Regions from separate parts of the Zea mays genome. Here region 1 is linked to region 2. A link is a contact called in public Hi-C data. All regions are on one chromosome and are shown on one strand. The core of a region is the stretch at or near the end of the contact, and the rest is flanking DNA. Distances in the headings are between cores, read along the strand shown.

Region 1 (4,930 bases), core at 1,546-4,045, 140 kb before region 2:
GGGTTTTGTCTATTTCTATCTAGGTTTCGTCCTACAGTCAACATTTCCTCTGATACCACTTCTGTCACACCGGGATTTAAGGGACAAAGCCGATTGCGTCTCATATGTGCGCCAAGGAAGAACAACACATATAATTACAGAGTGCATAGAGATAAATGTCATAAATATCATAAATTTACTTATTACATAGCGGAAGTCTTACAAAATAAATGATAAATATAAAATAAACTAAATCTTATTTCCCTGGCGCCACAAAGCTGACTGGGAGACGCCACCTAGATTAAATCAAACTCCTTGTTGGGCGGCTCCTCTTGAACCACCTGTTCTTCTCCTATGGGAGGTGTGAGACAGCAAGAGTGAGCACACATACGTTCATAGCTCAACAAGTTGTGGGAATAATGTGCATGAACTCACCAAAGGTGGGAGTTCATGTGAAATGTAAGGCTGATCAACAAAATAAAGGTTGAAGCTGAGCATTGCTTTTATAAGTTGGTCAAAATTTTATTAGCAGTTACTAAGTGTAAGTAAATACCAAACCATAGTAATAATAATTAAAAGTAATAATAAAATAATCCCAATGTGATGCAAATGACAAATTGAATTTAATTCCATAAATTAATCATGTGAGGGTTCGAGCTGCTCATGACCGTCAGCACGACTAGTATACCAGTTTTACACTCTGCAGAGGTTGCGCAACTTTACCCATAAGTCATGTTACCCATCTACCAAGAGAAGGCCAATCCCATACACCTCTACCGAGGAGGCGAGGCAGGGTAACACTACGAGGCCTTTACAAAGTTCCACTAGCTTCAGAAAACCCGCTACAGTTTATAGGAAGCTCCAATGTAGGGATCCCTCGCCTGACCGCCATCGTAGCAAAATCAACAAAAGGACCTCCCTACACTGACCACTCCCCTACTGCCCTTGCCCCTTTCGGGTAAGGTAGTCATCCACTAGCTTTCCTAATTAATCAGCCAAGGGTGTCCCATACCACCCTTGTGGTAGCACTGTTTTCCCGGGTGGTCACTCCATGTTCCAATTAACATAATGATCTTAACATGAACAATAATAATAAACTGATAATAAGAGTGTGAACATGAATAATGTATCTCCATACCCAAATCCACATAAAGCAATAGCAAGTACTACTCAAAAAGTTCAGTAGAGTCAAGGTATAAAGATAGTCAAACTAGGGTAACCTAAAGGATCCCATCAAAATTAACCTATGCAGATCATTATGATTAATAAGAATATGACTAGGTAAAAAGAAGTGATCAAGGGCACAACATGCCTTCAACGAGCTCCTTCTCAGCAGTCTCCACCTACTGAACCCCTGGATCCTCTGTGGCTTCTCATCTACTCGCATCAGTACAAACATACATAGTATAGCAAAAATTAACATCACACCAATCAATAGAACAGAATGCATGATAATATTCTACACTGTGTAACGAGATCATTGGAACAAGAACCACTAAATTTGGATCTACGGTTATTAAGTTATGAATTTCCGAAGTTATTGAGTACTTAGAATAGATTAATTCAAATAAACAATTTTAATTCAAGTTTCATGTCTAAACAGAGGTACTAGGTGATGAAGAATATTAAAACAAAATTAATGCCACTGGAATGGATCAATTTGGGGTTAAAATGAATTTAATATGAATTATACAAATTTCTGGAATAATTTTTGTACTAAAAATTGATTTCTATATTCATTTATCTGTTTTTATCAACGGTCGGGGTTGCGTGCACTAATACTGACAAGTAAAGGGGCCAACCTATAAAACTCTTTAGACTCAGTCATCTACTAGGACGGACCGCTGGTTGAATCACTATAAACAGAAGGGCTCATTTGTTCTTGCGTCTGAAGGGGTACCGTGGTCCCACGGCCATCCGATCTAGAATGAGGCGCCCAAATTAGATCAACCCCCATCCCGAATCGGTATTCAATAGGACTCGCCCGATCGTGATCGAACTGTCCTGGTGCACTCTGGTTGAATTGTTACGCTAGGCGAAATCACAGCCGTAGGATCCAGGATCAACAGCACCGATCTAACAAGACCTAACGGGTTCGCCGAACTAATCTCTGTCGCTGGTGCAAGATCGGACGGATGCGCCCCCGTCTTCTTCGCCCGGTCGTAGAGCACGGAAGCGTCACCGATCCCCGCGACGGAGAACACAACGGCGACGGCTAACCGACCCCTGGACGACCTATTACTAAATTCAACGATCGTATACAATAACAGATAGGTAGAGAACTCGAAGCAGGCAACATACCGAGGATTTGGGCCGCACAAACCCTGGTCCACAGTACAGGATGGCCCCGCGGCGGAGCGGATGTCCGTCGAGAAATTCCGGCGCCACTAGTGCCACACTTCCCCGATTCGGACACACGCACGATTAGTGTGACTTAGAGGAGCACCAGGGACCCTTCTCCAGCCACGATCGTCGATGATAACTCGTAGCGTGGCTACAGCAGAATTCTTCTCCCACGGCGGCGGTGGGAACCAGTCGCGCGACACGGTCCTTCTACGTGGATGAAGCAATTGGGTTCGGGCGCACGGCGTAGGCGACCTAGACTTAAGTAGTCCGAGGGCGAGGCCACAACGGCCGCGACCGAAGCGGGCGGGTACGACGAGGTCGGCCATGAGCAGGGAGCTCGGGTTCTGTTGCACGCCCGCGATTCCATCGAAGGGGATGTCACTGACTTGCTGGGCCCACCGAGCAGTCTAACCAACGTGTACAGCCGGAAGGGGAAATCGAGCTGACCACTTGGGCCCATGTGTCATTGGTTTAGGGAGTTCATTGAGCTGGCGGCCCCACCTGACAGTGTACCGCCCGCGCGAGCGTGGGATATGCTGACCTGCGGGCCCCGGATGTCGGCGCCACCATAGCAGAAGCGAGATCAGGGCTGCGCAAAGGAAATGGCTAGATGGGCCAAATGGAGCGGTGCTCAGCCCATGCGCGGGTAATTCCCTTCTCTTTTTCTTTTTTCTGGTTTCTTTTCATTTTTTTTCTAAATTTGAATTCAAATATTGTTGTGAAGTTCATGCTTAGATGAAATATTCAAATTCAAATATTTGTATGACAGGTGCATTTATATATATATATTCTTTATATTTATATAATATTTCCCTTATTCTCTTCATCATTTGTTTCTTTTCTTTTCTAAGAGATAAGTTTGGTCTAAATTCCAAATTTGGGCACTAACATATTTTCATTAATATTATATTTATTATTTATAGATGCAACAACACATAAATTCCAACATGATGCACATTTTATTGAAGAATTATTCTCTTTCAGTATGTGTCCTAATAGTTCCCATGAATGAAAAGGCCTCACACAAAAAGGTTTATTCCACACTTTTATATTCCAAAGTTGGGTATTACAGTGTGTGTGATGCCAAATTGAGTATTATCTCAAAAGTTAGTGGAAATGTTCATAAGAGACTAAACTTGATGGATTTGAGTGGCACACAAACCCTAGAACAGTCAAAACCCTATAAGAGCCCTGGAAACCTTAATTTGTGTCGTATAAGGTGATTTCAATTTCTATGCACTTTTGAACCAAAGTGCATATATCAAGTGGTAGAGTATCAAAAACTAAACAACTTTTACATTGGAAGATTTTCAAGTATTGTGGAGCAAATTGGAGTAATTTGCAAAAAGCCCCAATGGCACCATATGGCTTAAACCCTAAAATCAGTGACATTAGACCAAGTTTGGAACCTTGTATTCTTAATCCATGGAGATTCTGCCCCAAGTCATTACAACAAAATGGTAGAGCTATGTTAGTAGTTCAAGTTTGATTAAGTGACTAAGCCTTGGAGCTGTATGGAAATAGGAGAAAAATGGACCTGAAGTTAAGATATCAGTCACCCTTGATACTGAAATTCGACTAACAGTGAACTAGGATGAACTTTGAGATCGATTTTGCATAGGATCCAGTGGATGTTTGATCGAGGTTGCTATAACAAAATCAAAGCTGGTTTGTTGAAGAACAACTTTGCTACAGACGGATTAGTGGGTTGTTCCATAAAAATTTGAGGAAAGAGTTCCTAAACTTGCTCTGTCAGAACGACTTATTGGGATCACGATGGTATAGTGAACTGAACAAGAATCCAGGTTCAGCGCATCTCGTCGCCGATGAACTCACGCCGCGATCCACGCCAGCGTTGCGATTCGTGCCCAGTGGTGCGCGGATATCTACGTGAGGTGAAAGATCTCGCGCGGAGGATGAACTTGGGGCACTGTTACTGCTCAGTCGTCGTACTCACTTGACCGACAACGTGGCCGCGCGACCGCCGTCATCGTGCCCGCCGTTCACCTCGGTCACGACACGCCTTAAGTTGTTTCACCACATCGTCGTGGGCCGTGAAGACTAAGTCGTGACTGACGTAAACCCTTTTCCCAGTAAATGCCACAATAAGCGACTCCGGTGACTCACCTTGCTCCGGTCGCCAGCTTGCCTTTCCCAAATTTGGAGCCACCGCTTGCCGACGCTATAAATTGAGTGTACGAAAATACTAGATATCGATATCACATTAAAACTATAGCTATGGCATTCTAATTTTAAGCGGATTTAATTCGAACAGCACACAACATTAAACTATGTGTAAGCATTTTACTCTCCTAAAACCTATCCCGACGGACTTATAGAACTTAGGGTCATTACTTGCTTCAATTAACTTGTATAAAACATCAACTATCAAATCATCACATTTAACACAATTAGCCTAAACACAACTCACCAGCTAATTAATTAAATGCTAAACTTATCCCTCGCTTTATAAATTATACCACTTTGATTACAAAGAGCTATTTTAATTTTATTTCGCATCACACATATTTAATTAATCTATCTAACAATTCGGCTAACAAAAATGTGCGCCAATAATAAGTTTAGCTCAGATCCACTACATCGA
Region 2 (5,332 bases), core at 930-3,429:
GGGATCGAAGGTCGTGATACATCTTGTTACTTCCAGGGTGCATGGAAAATTTTGTGAGATGAGCCTCGTCCAAAATCTTCTTCCTTAGATTATGATCCATAGGAACAACAAGTCGGACCTCAAACCATAATATGTCCTTGCTGTCTTGATGAAAACATTTATATTTTTTCACTTTCTGGGTGAGCATATCTTTGATGATTTGGACTCCCTTGTCCCCAAGCTGTGCCAAGATGATTTGATCTTGCAAGGTTGGCTCGATCGAGATATAATCCAAAGTTCCCGAGGAAACTACTTCCATGTTCAACCTGTTCAACTCATCGCATAAGGCGATGACATGAGAATCCATGGTCAGGCAATTGCATTGGGACTTGCGGTTTAATGCATCTGCTACCACGTTTGCTTTCCCAGGGTGACAATGCTCTTCCAGATCATAATCTTTGATTAGTTCTAGCCATCTCCTCTGTCTCATGTTGAGGTTAGCCTGGGTGAATATATACTTGAGGCTCTTGTGGTCAGTGTAGATGTTACATCGGGCTCTCATCAAGTAGTGCCTCCGGATTTTTAAAGCATGGACTACAACTTCTAGTTCCAAGTCATGGGTTGGATAATTCTGCTCATGAGTCCTGAGTGCTCTTGAAGAGTATGCAATGACACAATTGTCTTGCATCAGAACACATCCAAGTCATGTACCCGAAGCATCGCGATATACGTCGAAAGACATGGTGTTGTCGGGTTGTGTAACATCCAAAATCCTATTTTTGGATTTATAAAAGATTCTTCAAAAGATTAAACATTAAAATGTCTTTCGATATGGATCCCTCTCTTTTAAAGTTATTCTCTCCTAAAATAAATAGATGGCAACACTAAAACATCGTTGATCAAACATAGAACCTAAAACTTTTTTTTGAAATTGTAATTTAAATTGAAATCCAGAAAAGAAAACGTAACAATAAAAGGGCCCTTCCATCTACTAGCTAAAGTGGTATTTCTCTCATGAACCACATAATTAGAACTACTTTAACAAAAATATTGGAGGATATGTGTTAAGTTCCTCCAAAGTAAATAATTCATGGTAAGGATTATATACTAACTCTTCCAAAATAAATAAGAATAGAAAATTATATGTTCAAAAGGGATATACTTTCTAATAGAAGATTGAACATAAAGATTTCCAATTTATTTGGTGAATACGCTAACTTTACAAAAGAATTTATTTGAATAAGTAAAATAACTGATATAAAATTTAATATCTTGCATCTCATGCTCTTTTGATTGTTGCATTTGAATTGTGTGAATCAACACTAGAACTTAGTTTGAAAACAAATTTGAAATTGAATAGGAAACTAAAACATAAATAAAAAAAGAAAAATCGTACTTGGCCTGATTACTTGCCGGCCCAGCTTCATCACACCGCTGCCGGCCACCCTAAACCTAGCTCGATCCAGCCCCACACCTAAAAGCCTGATGCCTTGGCCATATGGACCCAGGAGACCTCAGCTAATGACGGGTGGGCCACCCTCGTCAGCACCATCTCCTCGTAACAAACCAGATGCAGTCAGCGTGGTTGTTGCGCCAGCCGAGATCATCGCGCGCTGGTTCTCGAAGTCGTTCGCCGCATAAACCGCCAAACATCGGAGTCGTCTTCCCAGCAGATAAATAGGAACCAATAATCCTCTCCATCCAACATTATCTCTCAGCGCCTCGTCACCATCTAATCGAGAAGGAAAAAGAGCCGCCGCACCCTCAACTCGTCGCTGATATCGCTCGGGCTCTGGGTGGTGGTTGGGGAGCATCGCTTGCTCATGTAGCAGATAGTAGTGGCGAAACCAGGTGTGGAGACCCTTGTAGCCATCACAACTCCTTGCTTGGGGAAGCGTTCCCCATGGATCTGCTCATTGGTGTGGACGAGTATCGCTGCGCCCTGGGATCTCCGGTGAGTATGCCTCCATCAAATTTGTTGTGTCTTAGGCATCGGGTAGAGGATTTTGGTGTGAGGTTTTGGGCTCAACGCAGCTGGATCATTACACGCTGGCGTCGGGCGGCCATGAAGAGAGAGAAACGGTGATAGGAGGGCGCAAGGAGGAAGATACTTAAGGGTCGTTGGATCCGTGGCATGCGATGTGGATTAGAGTGTACCGATGTGTGCTTGGGTCGTTGATCCGGCAATGGGCACTCCAGATTAAATGTAGATTCTGGGTCGTCGATCGGGGATCGGAAGGCTGAAGCTAACTCGTGGTGTGGGTGATCTTTGGTCCGTGGATTTTGGATCTAACGGCCATCGCTCCATGTCGAATCAATGAGGGCAGCGAGTTAATCTGATTCGTGGGTTGCGGATCGTGTGGTTCTCATGCGATGATACCCCTTCGCTTGTCAATATTTCAAAAGAGTCTATGAATATTTGAAAACAACTCGCACTCCAGTCATATGTACAGGGGCTCATGGATTCTTGCAAGACAGACCCTGATCTTCTTATAAATGATGGCCGCGGTCCCTGATTGCGGGATAAATAAATAGAATGAATTATATAAGCTAGAAAATCCCTGAAAATGAATGGATAGTATTAGAATAATCCTAGAATCATAGAAAATTCATATCTCCTAAATTTTAGCTCTGATTTGATCCATTCCAGTTGCATAATCTCATATTAATATTCTTTATCATCTAGTAACTTTATTTTGTCATGAAATCTAGGATAAAATTATGCACTTAATTTCTTTTGTACCCCACACTTAAATCTTTAGAAAATCAAAACTTTTAAACCGTAACTCCAAATTTAGTGGTTCTCGAGCCTACGATCTCGTTACGATACGTAGAACATTATTATGCAGTTTGTGGTTATGTTTAGTGTGATGTTAATTTTGCTTATACCATGTTTGTTTGTATTGCTACGACTAGCAGCGAGGTTACGAATCACTTGAAGAGCAAGTTGGTACATGGGAATCTCAAGTCTAAGGCAAGTTGTGCCCTTGATCACTTTTCTTTACCTAATAGAGTTCTGGTTAATCAATGTGACATGCTCAGGTTAATTTGATGGGGCCCAATAGATTTCCCTAGCATTATTTATCCCCCACCTTGCAAACAGATGAACTATTGGATAGATTTGCTATTGCTCTACCTAGTTTTGGGAAATTAATGTTTTATTATGTTCATGTTCCAATTATGTTGTTATTTTAATTACTCTTCATGATAAGATCGTATTGTTAATTGGAACATGGAGAACCACCCGAGAAAACAGTGCTACCACAAGGGTGGTAAGGGACGTCATTGACTGACTAATTATGAAAGCTAGTGGAACACTACCTTACCCGAAAGGGGCAAGGGCGGTAGGGGAGCTACGTATAGGGAGGTTCTCGGGTCGATCATACTGCGATGGCTTTTTGGATGAGGGATTCCTATATTGCCCTTCTCAGAAACCGTAGCGGGTTTTCGGAAGCTAGTGGAACTTTGTAAAGGCCTCGTAGTGCTATCCTGCCTCGTCTCCTCGACATAGATGAATGGGAAGTCGCGATCCCTTGGCAAATGGGTAACACGACTTGTGGGTAAAGATGCGCAGCCTCTGCAGAGTGTAAAACTGGTATATCAGCCATGCTCACGGTCATGAGCATCTCGAACACTCACATGATTAAATTAAAGAATTAAACTTAACTTGTCATATGCATTGCACTGTGGGTGTTATTATTAATTTAATCTCCTATTTATTTGGGTCGGTATCTACTTGCATTTAGTAACTGCTAATAAAATTTTGACCAACATTAAAAGCAATGCTTAGCTTTAACCATCTCCTTTGGTAAGCCTTACACTTCACATGAGCTCCCACCTTTGGTGAGTTCATGCATGTTATTCTCCACAACTTGTTGGGCAATGAACTTATGTGAACTCACCCTTGTTGTACTCACATCCCCCAAATCAAGAACAGGTACCACAAGATGAGGCGTGTAAAGGATGTCGTGATGAGTTCATGAGTGGTCTAGGTCGTCGTCTCCCAGTCAACTATGGTTGTTGGATCGTTTGTCTCCATATGATATAATTATTTAACTATTTTGTACACAACTCTGTTATATATAAATGTTGTGACATTTGTTTCTGTACCATGAGTCATCATATGTGTGAGACTTGATCCTAGCACAATTGGTGATTATTTCGCGCCTGGGTTTTGGACCCCTAAAACTCGGGTGTGACAGGTTGTGCTAACACGGGTGCGGTTGTCAGGTGCTGCCTTAAAGTGTGAAAGGCATCTTTGTATTTCTGACTCCATTCAAATTTGACTCCCTTCTTCAAAAGCTCAGTCATTGGTTTGGCAATTCTAGAAAAGTCCGGAATAAATCGCCGATAATATCCTGCTAATCTCAGAAAACTATGAATCTCTCTAACCGTAGTAGGAGGCTTCCATTCCATCACTTTGTGTACCTTGTCGCGATCAACTACTATCCCTTCCTGAGAAATTGTGTGACCTAAGAACTTAATTTGCTTCAGCCAGAATTCACATTTAGAAAATTTGGCCTACAAGTGGTGATCTCATAGGCGTTGGAGTAATATGTGCATGTGCCTTATATGTTCCTCTTCATTCTTCGAGTATACAAAGATATCATCAATAAAGACCACTACGAATTTGTCCAATTCCGGCATGGATACTGAGTTCATTAGATACATGAAATAAGCTAAGGCGTTATTAGTCCGAAAGACATTACCAGATACTCATAAAGCCCATATCTGGTTGAAAAAGCCGTCTTCGGAACGTCACTTGCCCTGATCTTAATTTGGTGATAGCCGGAGCGAATATCTATCTTGGAGAACACTTTAGCTTCAACTAGTTGATCAAAGAGAACATCAATGCAGGGTAAAGGATTCTTGTTCTTAATAGTTACCGCATTGAGAGGGCGGTAATCTATACACAGTCTCAAGCTCTCATCCTTTTTCTTTACGAACAAGGTCGGGCATCCCCAAGGTGAAGTACTTGGGTGGATGAATCCCTTGTCTAGTAATTCTTGTAACTGCCTCTTTAATTCTGCCAACTCTGTGGGTGGCATTTTGTATGGTCTTTTGGAAACAGGTGTTGTTCCTAGCTGCAATTCTATAGAAAACTCTATATCTCGGTCGGGAGGCATTCCAGGCAAGTCATCTGGAAAGACATCGGGGTACTCACATACTACAGGAATCTTTTCCAAGGGAGATTCAATCATAGAGAAAGCACAAGAATGTGTGCCACCTTGGCTAGGAAGATATAAGATGAGCTATCCACAAGTAGGGGAGTGTATTTCGAGGGCTCAAGCTGCAACATCTAGCAAAACTTAGTGTTGGGCCATCCAATCAGTTTCTAGGATAATGTCCACGT

Evidence for each region. Hi-C and Micro-C count contacts between places; a contact is called where the count stands out from the background.
Region 1: a contact with region 2 is called in a Hi-C map of endosperm, with 4 times the contacts expected there. The contact joins two enhancer-like sites. A contact is called at or near these places in 3 of 25 Hi-C or Micro-C datasets (bundle sheath, endosperm and leaf).

The regions. Positions count from the first base shown.
Region 1 is chr5:48,885,321-48,890,250 of Zm-B73-REFERENCE-NAM-5.0, reverse strand. No RefSeq gene overlaps it. Among protein-coding and RNA genes, the nearest start is that of LOC100284492, 99 kb to the right of the region's middle. Within about 2 kb of position 2,795, at least 17 of the 20 cell types and tissues checked have an H3K27ac peak or open chromatin away from gene starts, as enhancers often do. A contact at or near this core is called in bundle sheath, endosperm and leaf, where this site is marked.
Region 2 is chr5:48,739,723-48,745,054 of Zm-B73-REFERENCE-NAM-5.0, reverse strand. No RefSeq gene overlaps it. Among protein-coding and RNA genes, the nearest start is that of LOC100284492, 47 kb to the left of the region's middle. Within about 2 kb of position 2,179, at least 17 of the 20 cell types and tissues checked have an H3K27ac peak or open chromatin away from gene starts, as enhancers often do. A contact at or near this core is called in bundle sheath, endosperm and leaf, where this site is marked.